Linked DNA regions of Triticum aestivum: region 1 is linked to region 2. Evidence: chromatin contacts called from public Hi-C data. All regions are on one chromosome and are shown on one strand. Each heading gives the region's core, a stretch centred on a gene start, on an enhancer-like site or on the middle of the called end of the contact. The rest is flanking DNA. Distances are from core to core; before and after follow the strand shown. Region 1 holds the start of LOC123085225 (transmembrane 9 superfamily member 3). Region 2 holds the start of LOC123085221.

Evidence for each region. A called contact is a pair of places that touch in the nucleus more often than the background predicts.
Region 1: a contact with region 2 is called in a Hi-C map of leaf, with 6 times the contacts expected there. The contact joins the promoter of LOC123085225 here to the promoter of LOC123085221 in region 2. A contact is called at or near these places in 2 of 5 Hi-C or Micro-C datasets (both in leaf).

Annotation. Positions count from the first base shown.
Region 1 is chr4A:74,125,158-74,131,954 of IWGSC CS RefSeq v2.1, forward strand. LOC123085225 (transmembrane 9 superfamily member 3) reads right to left here and starts at 4,522. Exons shown (of 7, transcript XM_044506849.1): 1 at 4,166-4,522; 2 at 3,653-3,693; 3 at 2,978-3,563; 4 at 1,300-1,437; 5 at 1,025-1,181; 6 at 432-916. The coding sequence starts at 4,320. LOC123085227 (anaphase-promoting complex subunit 6) reads right to left here. Exons shown (of 15, transcript XM_044506852.1): 14 at 6,132-6,167; 15 at 5,503-5,847. The coding sequence ends at 6,146.
Region 2 is chr4A:73,430,379-73,437,290 of IWGSC CS RefSeq v2.1, forward strand. LOC123085221 reads right to left here and starts at 5,445. Exons shown (of 2, transcript XM_044506844.1): 1 at 4,662-5,445; 2 at 1,751-2,045. The coding sequence starts at 5,218. The coding sequence ends at 4,676.

The DNA.
Region 1 (6,797 bases), core at 3,272-5,771, 690 kb after region 2:
TGGATGGGCATCTTTCAAAAGTGCTGATAATCTGTTTGATCGGTCATTTAACCAGAGCAGAGCTCGCCTCCTAGTGATGGAAAACGGATAAAAATCCAAATTTAATAGGGTACAATTATTGTAAGTACTTTATCTGGACAATCATCTCTAAAACATTTAAATATGTATCTGCATCAACAAAAAAAATATGTATGCTGATATGTTATATGCCAAGTTTGTAGCATATCAACATATGCAGTATCCATGACAATGTATTCATGACGTTTACATGTAAGAACATGACTTGTGGTTGAAAAAGCATGACTCCAGATCAGGAATTGTAACAGATTTCAGGAACTCATGAGTTGTAACAAACTTTACTAATGCCATAATGTTGCTAATAAGCTGCAATTCCAGTGCCAAAATTATGGTGATAAGAAAAATGGCTGTACCTCCACCACCACTCATGGTCTTCAGCAGCAAGCTGGAAGTATGTCAGCGCAACAGTAATGAAGGCAGTGACAATAAGTAGGATGATGAAGACTATGAAGAGAATGCTGTAGATTGTGTAAATTCGGTGGCCCCAAACACTAGCAAAGATGTAGTACAGCTCGATATATATAGCACTGAAAGGCAAAAATCCAGCCATAGCCATCTGCGGAACTGTTGTCCGGTACCAGGGAAGTGGAGGAATCTCCCTAGGGTATTTGGTGGTACGGCAAGGAGCTTGGAATTCACTCTTGCTGTTTTTACCAGCAATGCCTCCCAAAACTAGTAGAGGGAATGTGACTAAGGTCCAGATCAGCACAATGACACAGATGGTGCCAAACGGCAATGCTGCTGTTGCACTATAAGCAATGGCAACAGTGTTCAAGAAACAGAATGTCAGGAAGAGAGGTCCACAAAACAGGCATCCTGTCAGTAGCAAGTTCCTCACCTGAGAATACAAGCATAAAATCATAGTGTTAGAACTATAGAACAAATATAATGCATGCTTTCAAAAATATCAAACTAAACAGAATAATCTAGGGATATCAACACATACCCAGTTCATTCCCTCTAGCTGGCAATAGAAAGAGGTTGCAATGTAACCAGCAATTCCTGAGGTGAGTGCGTAGATGACGACCAATGCGGTGAAAAGGGCACCACGATTGTAAGGGTAGAATACTCCAACGAGGGCAAGCAGGAATATAAAGGTTGTTCTGCCATGTCCAAATAAGATCATTAGATATGTGCAATCCAAGGGATAACTAAATGATTTTATTTTATGCACGGTATGGTAATAGTATAAAAGCCAAAAAAGAATGCATCAGCACTTACAGAGCAAACAGTTGAGTTCCAGTGCCAAGAGCAGCCGAAAACAATGACTTGTTCTTGGGGAACCGGAAGACATCACCATGAATATACTTCCATCCAGACTCTTCTTGGTCATCAGCTGCTTCCTCATCATGGGCATACCTTCAAATAATATATATGATGTTCAGAAACATAGAAAAGAAATGCAATCGATGCTCTTAATATATCAATAGAGAAGACCAAAACTGAGGAAATCACAGTCAATCCATTGCTAGATTACATCATAGAATGGGAAAAATACAAATATGTCCATGATGTAATCTGTTTCATACACTTATTCTACATCATGCAGCGGCCTACATCCTCAACTGCAGAACACCATCCAAATATGAGGGATAAAGCATAGGCCTAAAGGTAAAAACTAATAACCAGTCAATAGGTTGCCTGCTTGCATTCTGACCAAACAATTGTATGTGAATGCTACATTACTAGATTTGCGCATCATTCGCGAAGCTTGCCCAGCTGACATGCAAAACAATCCAGCCATACTAAATTGAGCTAAATAGCAACCTGAGAAAACTTAGAAGGGGACTGTAAGATCTTTTTCCTAATTAGAACCTAGTGACAGTAACTTTTGCTATCTCTATAACACCTGGCTGAAATAACTGGAAGAATCAATGGTGGAGCTGGCTGGACGCAATTAGGCTGGATCGATAAATGGAATAATGGATGTAAGAGAATATATCCGTTCACAACAAGAGAACAAATATATCCATGACAGATTGCCAAAAGACAGAGGGGCAAAATACGAATATGACCATGAAGTAATCTGTTTCATACACTTATTCTACATCATGTAGCGACCTACATCCTCAACTGCAGAACACCATCCAATATAAGGGATAAAGCATAGACCTAAAGGTAAAAACTAATAACCAGTCAATAGGTTGCTTCCTTGCATTCTGACCAAACATTTGTATGTGAATGCTATAAAGATACTAGATTTGCACATCATTCACAAAGCTTGCCCAGCTGACATTCAAAACAATCCAGCCATACCAAATTGAGCTAAGTAGCAACCCAAGAGAACTTAGAAGGGGACTGTAAAATCTTTTTTCTAATTAGAATCTAGGGACAGTAACTTTTGCCATCTCTAACATCTGGCTGAAATAAGCGCTGGAAGAATCAATGGTGGAGCTGGCTGGAAGCAATTAGGCTGGATCGATAAATGGAATAATGGATGTAAGAGAATATATCCATTCACGACAAGAGAACAAATATATCCATGACAGATTGCCAAAAGATAGAGGGACTCTTTAATTCAAAAGATTCTTAGGAAATTTCCTTCTGTTTGATTTGTAGGACTTGACCCATTGACTTGAAACCTATTGGAAAGATTCCTTTGTTTTTCCTATGGTGCAATCAAACAACCTTCGGTGCAAACTTAATCACATGACATTGCAATTGCAAAAAAAATAGTATATCCCTGCGTTATCGGAATAATACTATTCAAACAGGCCCTAAACAGTCTTTCAGATATGAGTATTTTGCAGTAAGAACTGAGGAATAAAACAAAGCCTATATCGTGAGTTTGTTTGTTTCTGTAATGTATGGCAATGCAGTAGGGGTACACCAAAACTTAACATTGTAGAAGCAATAGTGAATCGGTTATTCACATAAATGAAGTTTGGTGGAAACTTACTTAACAAAATCATTCTTCAGAACTCGCATGAGGATTGTTGCCAAGAACCCTGTGAGGAGAAGGACCGTAACACAAGAATTTATAATGGAGAACCAATGGACCTCCAAGTGATGCGGCATGTTGGAGGAGCTGGAATACTTCTCCATCCTCTTCTCGAACGGTGTAGGTGTCTCCTTCCACTTGACAGTGTAAAGGAAGTCCACATTAACCTCCTTGTCCTCTGTCAGGTCAACCAGTGCACTCTGGTCGGTATGCACATTGATCTCAATGACACGGTCGTTGTTGTAGAGGATGTCAAAGATAATGTGCCTGTAGAGGTAGTACTTCCACTCGCTCGGGTCAGGCTTGCCTCCCTTCTCGACCTTACCGATGAATCCCCACAATGGGAGATCATCGTAGTACATCTGGAAGTAGTAGTCCTTGGCTACGGCATTCCGGAACTTGGCCACGTCCTCCTTGGTAAGCTTCTTGGGGCAAACCGCCTTGGAATCATGATCCGTGCGGAAATCAAGCTTGTAGGGTGCATCGACCAACCGATCCCCATTGAGGACCTCGCCGAGGGCCTCGCTCTTCTCCTTCACTTTCTCTGAAATCAAAGCCACACATAATAAGCATTACATAGTTCGAGAGAGAACTTACTAAACCAAGCAAGTGACGGAATGGTGAGGAACTAACCCGGGGAGCAGAAGGGGAGGTCGAAGTAGCGGTACGTCTCGCTGCAAGGAAAGGAAGCAAGGCGTGAGGATTACTACGTTTGTAGAGGGGCAGAAATCTGCTTTAGCAAACAGATCCGGTTCCTAACGCTGCAGACAAAAGTGTTCGTTCGATACATCCAAAATTGGCGCCCGAACCAATAACAAACGACACTCTACTGAAGACAGACATAAATAGAAGCCTACGTGAAGGAGATCCGGAGCGCACTGAACCAGTTGCGATGCCGCCCAATCCACCACCCCCGGAGCTCTCCGCCAGATCTCCCCCGAAACTAGGCGGTGATGACCATCGTGACGCAGCGTAAACCCTCCAACCCAGACCATTGTATCAGACCGGAGCAATAGACGGCACGGCGCACTCTCCCGCGGAACCCGACGGATCCGACGACCCCCCACGCACGGACAGGGAATGAACCGAAAGGGATCTCGGTGAGGGAGGGAGGGATGGGAGGGATGGGAGGGAGATCTGGCTGACCTGGGGTTGTGGAAGGGGCCGACCTTGTTGGCGTAGAGCGGGACGGGGTCGCCGAGCTTGTAGCGGTGGTCGGAGCCGTCGGAGAGGACGCCGGCGACGGCGAGGGCGAGCAGGAGGAGGAGCGCCGAGGCCGCGCGCGCGGCCGGCGATGCCATGGCTCGTCCTTCCTCCTCTCCTCGGGCGGGGCGGCGTTGACGAGAGGGTGGGGGGCACGAGGGGGGCGAGGAAGGGGCGGAGAGATCTGAGTGGCGCCCTGCTTGCTTTCCTTCCTTCTTAATAGAAATAGAAGAGGGCGCCGGAGGAGGAAGGAAGGATGGAAGGAGATCTGGCTCTGGCCTCTGGCCGCGGGGTGGGTTTGGCTCAGGTCCTTCTCGGATGGCGTTCTCTTTTTTTTTTATCCTCACTCTCTCTCTCTCGTGATGGTTGGGTTGGGTTGGGTTGGGTGGTGGCGGAAGGTGGCGATGTGCCACTCGATTGGCTCGCCTTTGTGCGCATTGGTCAGCTAGCGAACCCACAATTTGGTCGACGCGTCGGTCGCTCTGGCTCCCCCGGGTGGAGGAGTCTGGTGCAAGTCTCTTTACCACCTTTTTGGCCTGACCGCATTATCAAATCTCGTTACGCCCATAGTATACTATACTACTGCTAGTAGTTAGTTAATTATCAATGAACTCGCGTTTTGCGTCCTAAGGCACAACCACCGACAGCCTCCTAAAAACAGAAAAAGGGATTTCATAATTGGACACACCATGGAAAGGCTCCTAGTAGAAAACAGACAACATTTCCAGATCCACACACAATAAAAAGGGCGGTGCTATAAGGACGACGGGTTTTCACCCGAAATCTAGACGATGGAGATTCAAAACCCCGTCCGTTAGATTGCAATCTTTCAGAAATCAGCACCGTACCGTTTAAGATGAACACGATAAAAAACACATGATGAAAAAGTTTCAATCACAACGAGACTGGAATTAGTGAGCACACTTAGCGCTACTTCTTTGTTCAGAATGGCTCTAAATTACCCCCTTCAGTTTGACCTGAACTCAGTCAAAATCGAACCATCAAGACTGACAGGTCTTACCAAGGACACAAGAATCTAACCACGTGCTATGTGGTAAGTTGTATCAAAAAGAATCCAAAAGTAGGGAAACGGGCACAAGAATATATATGCATCTCTTTTTTTTGCAGGGAAATCTATATGCATCTTACCACGCTAATTAATGAAATCACAATATCCCAAACGGAACTTTAGTCAACCCCCGAATAAACGATAGTATTCCGCGTCAGGGTCCACATAACTGCTCAACAGAAGGGGGAAATAAGTAACAAAATAAAGTACAGGATATTCATGGACGACATTGCCTGTTAAAAATAATTGTAATATTTACATTGGAAAATTTCAGCAAAATCTCAATATTGCACCACAAATCCAGAATCTGTCTGGGTGGTTACATATGAACTTGAGAGCGATTACATACTACAGATATGACTTTACAACAATTGGCTACAAATGAATGGATTTGATGTCAGAGCAACACCCATTTAAGTTACAACAGCGCTTTTGCAATTTGCAAACAGCTATCATGCCTAAACTATTTTCTCCGAGCGGTGCTTTGGCAACTGGTCTCGAGAGCTAATGTTAGCATGTCAGTGCAAAACTGGTCGTCTGGTTTCAACCATAGAGCCTGAAAGAAACGCAGATGTAAGAAAAATCCTAGTCCAACTCCAACCTCTTGTTGACAAAAGCATAATAAAACTGAAGAAATATATGCTGGTTCCAATTTGAAGCATGTCTGTTGTTCTATTGGTTCCTTGTTACGGAACCATGGATTATACACGACGTGGAAACAAAATGAGATTTCAGTGAATATATATTTTACAGAGAAAGTCATTTTGTTGCCCGAACTTATTGGATGATAGAGCTCAATGAAAACATTTACAGTCAACAAGGCTGAACACAAAAACTCACCTTGTGGTAGTAAGTTATGGCAGCTTCAAAATCATCCTGTAATATTGAAACAAATATTTTTAGAAGTAATATGCACACAGAAATAAATGACTATCAATACTTAAGCTCAAACAGTCAAAAGTGTCAAAGTTGGACAAATAAATGAAGGACGTCGTTCTCATTCTTGAAACCAGGAGTTTTTCTTAAAGAATACTGTTTCCTTTCAAATTACAAGTGCACATATTTGTGTGTAACTCTAAACTCCTTCCTGCCTGATTGTTTCAGTTTGTTAGTGAGCTTAAATTACAACCAGAATGAGCCTGCGCCAAAATAGTGACTGAAAACAGTACCCACCCGGGTCTTTTGAAACCAAGTGCCCCACTATTCTCAAGTTCTTACAAATGGCATCCCGTCATGATGGACTGGTCCACGGTTACATCTAATCATTGGCACTCAGTAGAGAAGAGTGGGGGTACACTAAGGTACATGTATCTCAAAGTATCCCTGGTATTTTTTAACTTAGAAAGAATAGGTTGTTATTTCTAAGTCACCCAAGAAATAACTATTTATAATTCTCAGTCGACCAAGTTCTGTACAGCTTCAAAATGCGCAACTACTCAATCTCTATTGGATAAAAAATCAACTCTCAGGATCATCGACTCGGAAATACGAATTTATAGGCCAACT
Region 2 (6,912 bases), core at 4,195-6,694:
GCAAAAATATCAGACAATTACTATTCCATGTTTCAGCTACCTCGATCAAATGTTGCACATCAACAGTTCATACAAGTCAGCAACTCACTGGAACAAATCAGGAACAATCAGGACATGGACATATGTAAGTTCATATGGGGTGATTATGGATATAGCACCAAAAAAGTATACAAGGCAGTAATGAGTCCATCAAACCCCACCCCTCCACCATTTACCTGGATATGGAAATCATGCTGCCTACCAAGACACAAATTTTTCTGCTGGCTCATGCTTCATGACAGGGTCAATACCTGTGATCTATTAACCAGAAAAAACATGCAACTGGATTACACTCAGTGCTCACTATGCGAGGATTATACTCCCTCCGTCCCAAAATAAGTGGCTAGACTTTGTACTAAGAGACTGTTTGGATTCTGTTGGCCCTGTCAACCGCGGGCAGTCCAATTTATTGGCGACCGATTTCGCCGCCCGCATCTAGCCAAAACATTGGCGTGAAACTGAACTAGCAAAGCTAGGAAGGGCTGGACGCACCAATTATTTGGTGGCCATCCAAACTCCCTGGACGCACCAATTATTTAGTGGCCATCCAAACGCCCGCGCCGGACATGTCAACGCCAACTTTTTGGCAGGGTGTCTCAAGGTACCGATCCAAACAGCCTCTAAGTCTAATCACTTATTTTGGGGAGCAATTTGATAAAATGACACATTTTTTCTCGTACTTTGACTCAATAGCACACCTTTCTTTTTATTGGATTAAATAACACACCTTTGATTCATGGATAGATAAAATGCACAAACTAACTTTTTAGCTCAATTTTTAGGTCTGGGCCCGCACGTAATATTTTGTAGGACGATTTTGCCCTTCGGTCGGTTTGACCTGTTTACTGGTTTGATTGAATCTGGTCGCCTTCGATCTGTTTCATCGAAACAGAGACAGACCACGCAGCGAGACACAATAGCGCCGCCGCCTCGCTCTCTAGCAACCCTATTTTGGGGCGGAGGGAGTAATATGGAGGACCGTACACACTTATTCTTTGCTCATTCAGTCAAAGCTTCTGGTGGAGCATTGGGATTGAATGGAACACAGATGAAAATATTCACAATATGATCACTGATGCTAAACACAAGATACAACCTTGCATTTTTCATGGAGATATTAATTACTGGGTGCTGGAGCATATGGCGTCAAAGAAATGAAAAAATCTTCAAAGGAATTCAATGTTCAATAAACCACTGCAAGGAAGAATTCATTGACACCTTCCACTCTACAATGATGAGGGCTAAGCCCACCATCAAAGAAGGAATGAGATCATGGATAGATAGTGTATAAGTAGACTCATGTAATAATTACTAACACCCACTGACCCTGTGCAACCCCTCTATTGCACTTGTAACTGGACACTTTGGTTATACTTTAATGAAAATGACATGCAGTAGGGATTTTCCCTACTGTTTTCTGGTCAAAAAAACAATTTATGTTTCTCACCGAGTACTTATAAAATTCCAGAACGGATTTCATATGTTTCCAGCAGCTAGATACGTCGCTGCCAGTGCCTGTCTGAATGCCGGCTTAAAACAACTTACACACGTCTGATTTTACAGGTCTACAGAAAAAGGAAAGCTGAAGGAAGAATGTATCAGCGAGTCAAAAGTTTCTCACGAGTCACAACAAGATTCACCAGAAGATCTGCCGGTTTCGAGAAACCTGTCTTCATCCAAAATCTTCGAGGAAGTGGTAACTCGAACAAAATGACTGAAAATTTAGAACAAAATGCTCAGGATTAACCAAAGGAATTTTGTACAGTTTGCTAACAAGATCTGTTGTTTGTTGCATTACACCAGCTAATCTACTATGGCTGTTTTTGTTGACGCTTCTCTCACTACAACTGTCAAATAGACAGAGGCTGGATTGGCAACCTTGATTTGGTCTACTCCCTACAAGGCATGCTAGTTCGTGTACAAACAAACACATAGGAGGATCGAGATCTGGATCCTCTCGATCCTCCTGCCCATCACATATGCATGCAGAGCAACTGCAATATAACCTGCAAAATAACAGCCAAACAAAGTAAATAAACTGGTATGGTCCAGTGTACCAAATAAAGAAATAGACACACAAAATAATAGGTTTGGCACAAATCTGTTGAACAGAAATTTTAGTAAGCTTGTGAAAGTCTCATAGTTTAGCCTGTTTTTTAGTTCACATCTTCCTATCCAGACAAGAAATTAGATGGACAAAACAAAAGCACACTTTTCTGTCTTCCTTTTCTGAAGCTAAGGTGCAAAGACACTTTCAGTTTGCAGAAGGTGCATAATTTAGGCTTGCACTGAGATTGGAAAAGTAGTAACACTTGATCACACTCAAATAACCGTATGTCACAAGCACACAGAACAAACCAGTTCAGGATTCCAACTAAAAAAATTCAGGCGTGCTTTTGTTTCAAATATGTACTGAACCCATAACATCCAGTTGAATACACAAGACTCAGGGTAGGCAGAACATATCCTCATATATGATCATGCCAAGATTTTGAGATGGTCTCTCCTGTAAGGAGACAAAGAAGATGAACAGGTTACCGCACTGATTGACATTTATATACCCCAGATGTCTACCCTACCCAACAATGGTACCAAGTCCAGAAAAAACTCCAACATTCAGCAAGTCTCATTTATGTATAGGGACACGGAGGACAGATATTTAACAATCTAACATGTAATTCTGCACAACATTCCCACCCCGCAGCTACAGCTCACAGCGGCCAGTCAGGACAATATCCTGGCGTGGACAGCGTCTGGAGTGTACTCGGTGGCTTCTGCCTACCGTTCAGTTCAGACACTCTACCCTTCTTTTTCTGCACGGAAGTTTTGGAGGGGGCAGGCTGAACCAATATGCCGTTTCTTCGCCTGGCTGATGGCCCACATAAGTTTTCAGGACAACCTTGTTGTCCACGGACGACCCAATGACTCCATTTGTTGTGGGTTTTCAGGACAACCTTGTTATCCGCGGATGACCCAATGACTCCATTTGTCGTGAGTTTTCAGGACAACCTTGTTATCCACTTATGACCCAATGACTCCATTTGTTGTGGGTAGTATGGTTTGGACAAAATAATATGCCATACTTGAACATGGATGCCAAAAATAAATTCCTTTGTAACCAACTACCAGCTGGTAATTAAGTAAATTTACAATCAAACAATTTTTTGGCAGCATATTTTGCACAAGTTCAATTTGATTGGTACTGTATATTTTATGTTGGAACCATCGGACATTTATTTTTATCAAGAAGAATTGAATATTATATTTTAAAGATAGGTTTTTCACTTCCGGATGGCCCAATTACTCCACTTGTAGTGGGTAGTACGTCAAAGGTTTGGAAAAAATTATGCCCATACTTCAACATGGATGGCAAAAGTAAATTCCTTTGTGCCCAACTACCAGCTGGTAATTAATTAAATTTAGAATCAAATAATTTTTTTGGCAGCATATTTTGCACAAGTTCAATTTGATTGGTACTATATAATTTATGTTGGAACAATCAGACATTTATATTTACTGAGAAGAACTGAACATTAGATTTTAAAGATGGGTTTTTCACTTTCTTATCAAGGTGCCGTAGTTACGCTTGCGTGTCTATCCGTGGTTCTCAGTTAGTACTCCCTCCGTCCGGAAATACTTGTCCTCGAAATGGTTGTATCTAGACTTATTTTAGTTATAAATACATCCATTTTATCCATTTCGAGGACAAGTATTTCCGGACGGAGGGAGTAAGTCCTTAACTCAAGATTGCTCTACGGATATGTTTCTTGAATGGTTTAGTTCAGGATATGGAGGGGTCATGGTGGTTGCCAGGCTAGGCGGATCGAGTTTGATTGTATCAAAGCAAACTCTCTGCATGGGCCACCTGTGAGTGTTGCTCTTGAAGGGCAACGACACCACGTATGTGCTGATGCGTGATCCTAGACATCTCCCAGTTAGCAGTATGCTGCATCTGCCAGTTAGTGGTATGTTGCCAGTGACATCAACCCTTGGAAGGGGACAAGGGGTAATACACACAAGGCACTAATCAAATTTGGGCTAGGGCGTTATATTTGCAGGAGTAAAGATGAGTAACGAAGAATCTAATACGTCCTCAAAACATACACTTCATGCTGACATCCAATTCGAATTAGGTTCAGTTGTAATACTAAATCAAGATTTAAAGCAATTGGTAGTTCCAAATTGTTTACACGTCAGTACGCACAAACATTCAATCTCCAATCTCTCTCCCACAAGACGTGCTTCTTAAAACAACATTTTTCCATAAAGGGATAATATATTTAACATCAAGCTTCTATCAGCACACATCTCACCGGGGCATATTCATATTATGCTGCAATCAACGTCATGAACTCGCACAAACAATGAAAATTAACACCAGATCTCATAGCTGACGAATTAAGAGGCCCAAGAACACTACACTTTTTAGGACATCTCCCCCTCAGCCCCTCTTGTAGATCACGATCTTAAACTACCAGGGAGGTGGTGTCGCCCTTGTAACTCCTACTCCGCACCAATTGGTACAGGAGTACTGCAATGAGACTAAGCATTCCTGTACCAATTCGCACCCAAGGAACCTAAGAATGGAGTAACCAATACACTGAGAGTAGGAGAAGGAATACCTAAAGCTTTGGTTTCAGAAGTCAAAGCTTTTCAGATAGGTGGGATCCTTCTTGGCCCTCTCCTGGAACTTGCGGAACCAGCGGTCCAGGATATCCGTGGGCACCACCAGCTTGCCGCCGTCGGCGGCGCAGAAGGACTGCATGAAATTGAAGAGGTTCTCGCCGACGCGGAGCGCGACGCGCTCGGCGCGCTGCTCGTCGGGGGGCGAGGGCAGCGCGGCGGCGTCCTCCACGGCGACGCCCAGCTTGGCGGGCCCGGCGGGGGGCTCCGGCTCGTCCCCGGCCTCCGGGAGCTGGAGGGCAGCGGAGGGGCGCGCGGGGCCGAGCGCGCCGAGGAAGGCGAAGGGGCGGTTGGCGGCCGCCTGGTAGTAGACGGCGACGGCCTTGCCCGGGGGCAGCGCGGCCGCGGCGGGCGGGAGCAGGAAGACGACGGCGGAGCGGGGCGCGGAGGGGAGGGACAGCGTGGAGAGGTCGAGGAGCCAGGAGGCCGGCGCGACCTGCGCGAAGGCGGTGGCGTCCAGCGGGAAGGTGTGGTCCGGGAACACGACGCCGAACATGGCGGGCGGGCGGCGGGGTTTGGGCTGGTGAGATTGACGCCGCTAGGGCTGTGGCATGGGGGGCGCCTCCGTCCGGCGAGGCTCGATCGGGGTATAGATCGGAGGCTGGAGGCCTCAAATGGAAGGAGGTGATGGCGATGTTCGACTCTGTTATGGAAAGGGGAGGAGGGTTCTAGAAGGCCGTAGAGCGTGCTCGTCAGCTCGTCCGAGCCGGATTTTGCTTTTTTTTTTCTCTCGGAGAAAGTCATCATGGAGCCAAGGGAAGGACCATACGCCGAACGTGCCACCTCCGTGGATCTTTCTGACGGTTTTGATAGGTTGCATCATTTTAGGGTCATTGTGAGGTGGACATGAATGAGTAAAATACTGCCAAAATTCATGTTTTGTGCATAGTTTGATAGGATGTATATAGACTGACTGCAGAGTGACATGTTGTTGGGCTGGTTTGATGAACTAGGCGGCACTTGGTTGCATACAATGACCAGATTAAGAGTTAATAGATACACATGATACACAGAGTTACAATAAAGTAGATAACTATGCATCTATTCCTTTATGGAGTCGAAACGAAAAGCGTACAACATGAAAGCTCTTTCGAACAACATGATAAAGCTAGTGATTAACTAAAACTTCAAACGTTGTGTGTGATGGATATGCCAAATTTCATATAAACCACAACATAAGGGTCTCTTTGATTCGCAGGATTTTCAAAACGCGGGAATAGAGAAAACATGGGATTAGAGTTGCATGTTATCTTGAATCCTACATGATTGTATGAGTGTTTGATTGTGCATAGGAAAAAGGTAAGATTCTTTTAAAGAGGTTTGAGTGGATGGAAAATTTTCTATGAAATCTAGTGCAAATGAATCCTATGAAAAAATTCCTATGGTTTACAATCCTACAAATCAAACAACCCACATAGGGAAAGTTCCTAAGGATTAGAATCCTCCAGAATCACTAGTAGAAAAAGGGTCAAATGTTCAGCTCATTAGTGCCGGTTTGAATTTGAGCCGGCACTAATGTGTCCATTAGTGCCGGTTTCAACGGCTAGCCGGGCCGCTCTCATTAGTACCAGTTCTTGCCGAACTTTTAGCACCGGTTCGTGCCACGAACCGGTACTAATGAGAGTGGTGGCAGGATGTTGTCAGTCTAGGGCCCCACCATCACCTTTAGTACCGGTTCATGCCACGAACCGGTATTAAAGGTCGCCCTATATAAACCCTTCGTCCACCCGAGCTCGCTCCTTCCCCCTTTCCCCTCTCCTCTGTTCTTCCCTTCCTCTCGAGCTCATCACAAAATTTATCCAAATTTTGTCAAGATTTGAAGACCCCCCATCCATTCAAATGATCACAAAGGTTAGCAACTTTGTCCTTTCATCTCTCATTGCTAGATTAGCTCTTGCAATGGTTTATATAGTGATTAATTTGTGGATTTTAGTAATTTGGGAGGAATTATATGTGGTAGTATTTGATTTATATGCAATTTGAGGTCAAAATAACACTTAGTTTGCATATGTAGGTGTGGTTTACTTAGTGGCTTCTAAATCTCCGTCGTAACCACCGTCGATCGCCCGCACCGTGGCACCACCTTCTGGTGAGCCTATTGTTCTTATCTTTTTTATATAAAAAATTTATGTTTGTGTGATTTAGATATATAGTTACTTGTATAATTATCTTACCCGTACGTTGTTTGTT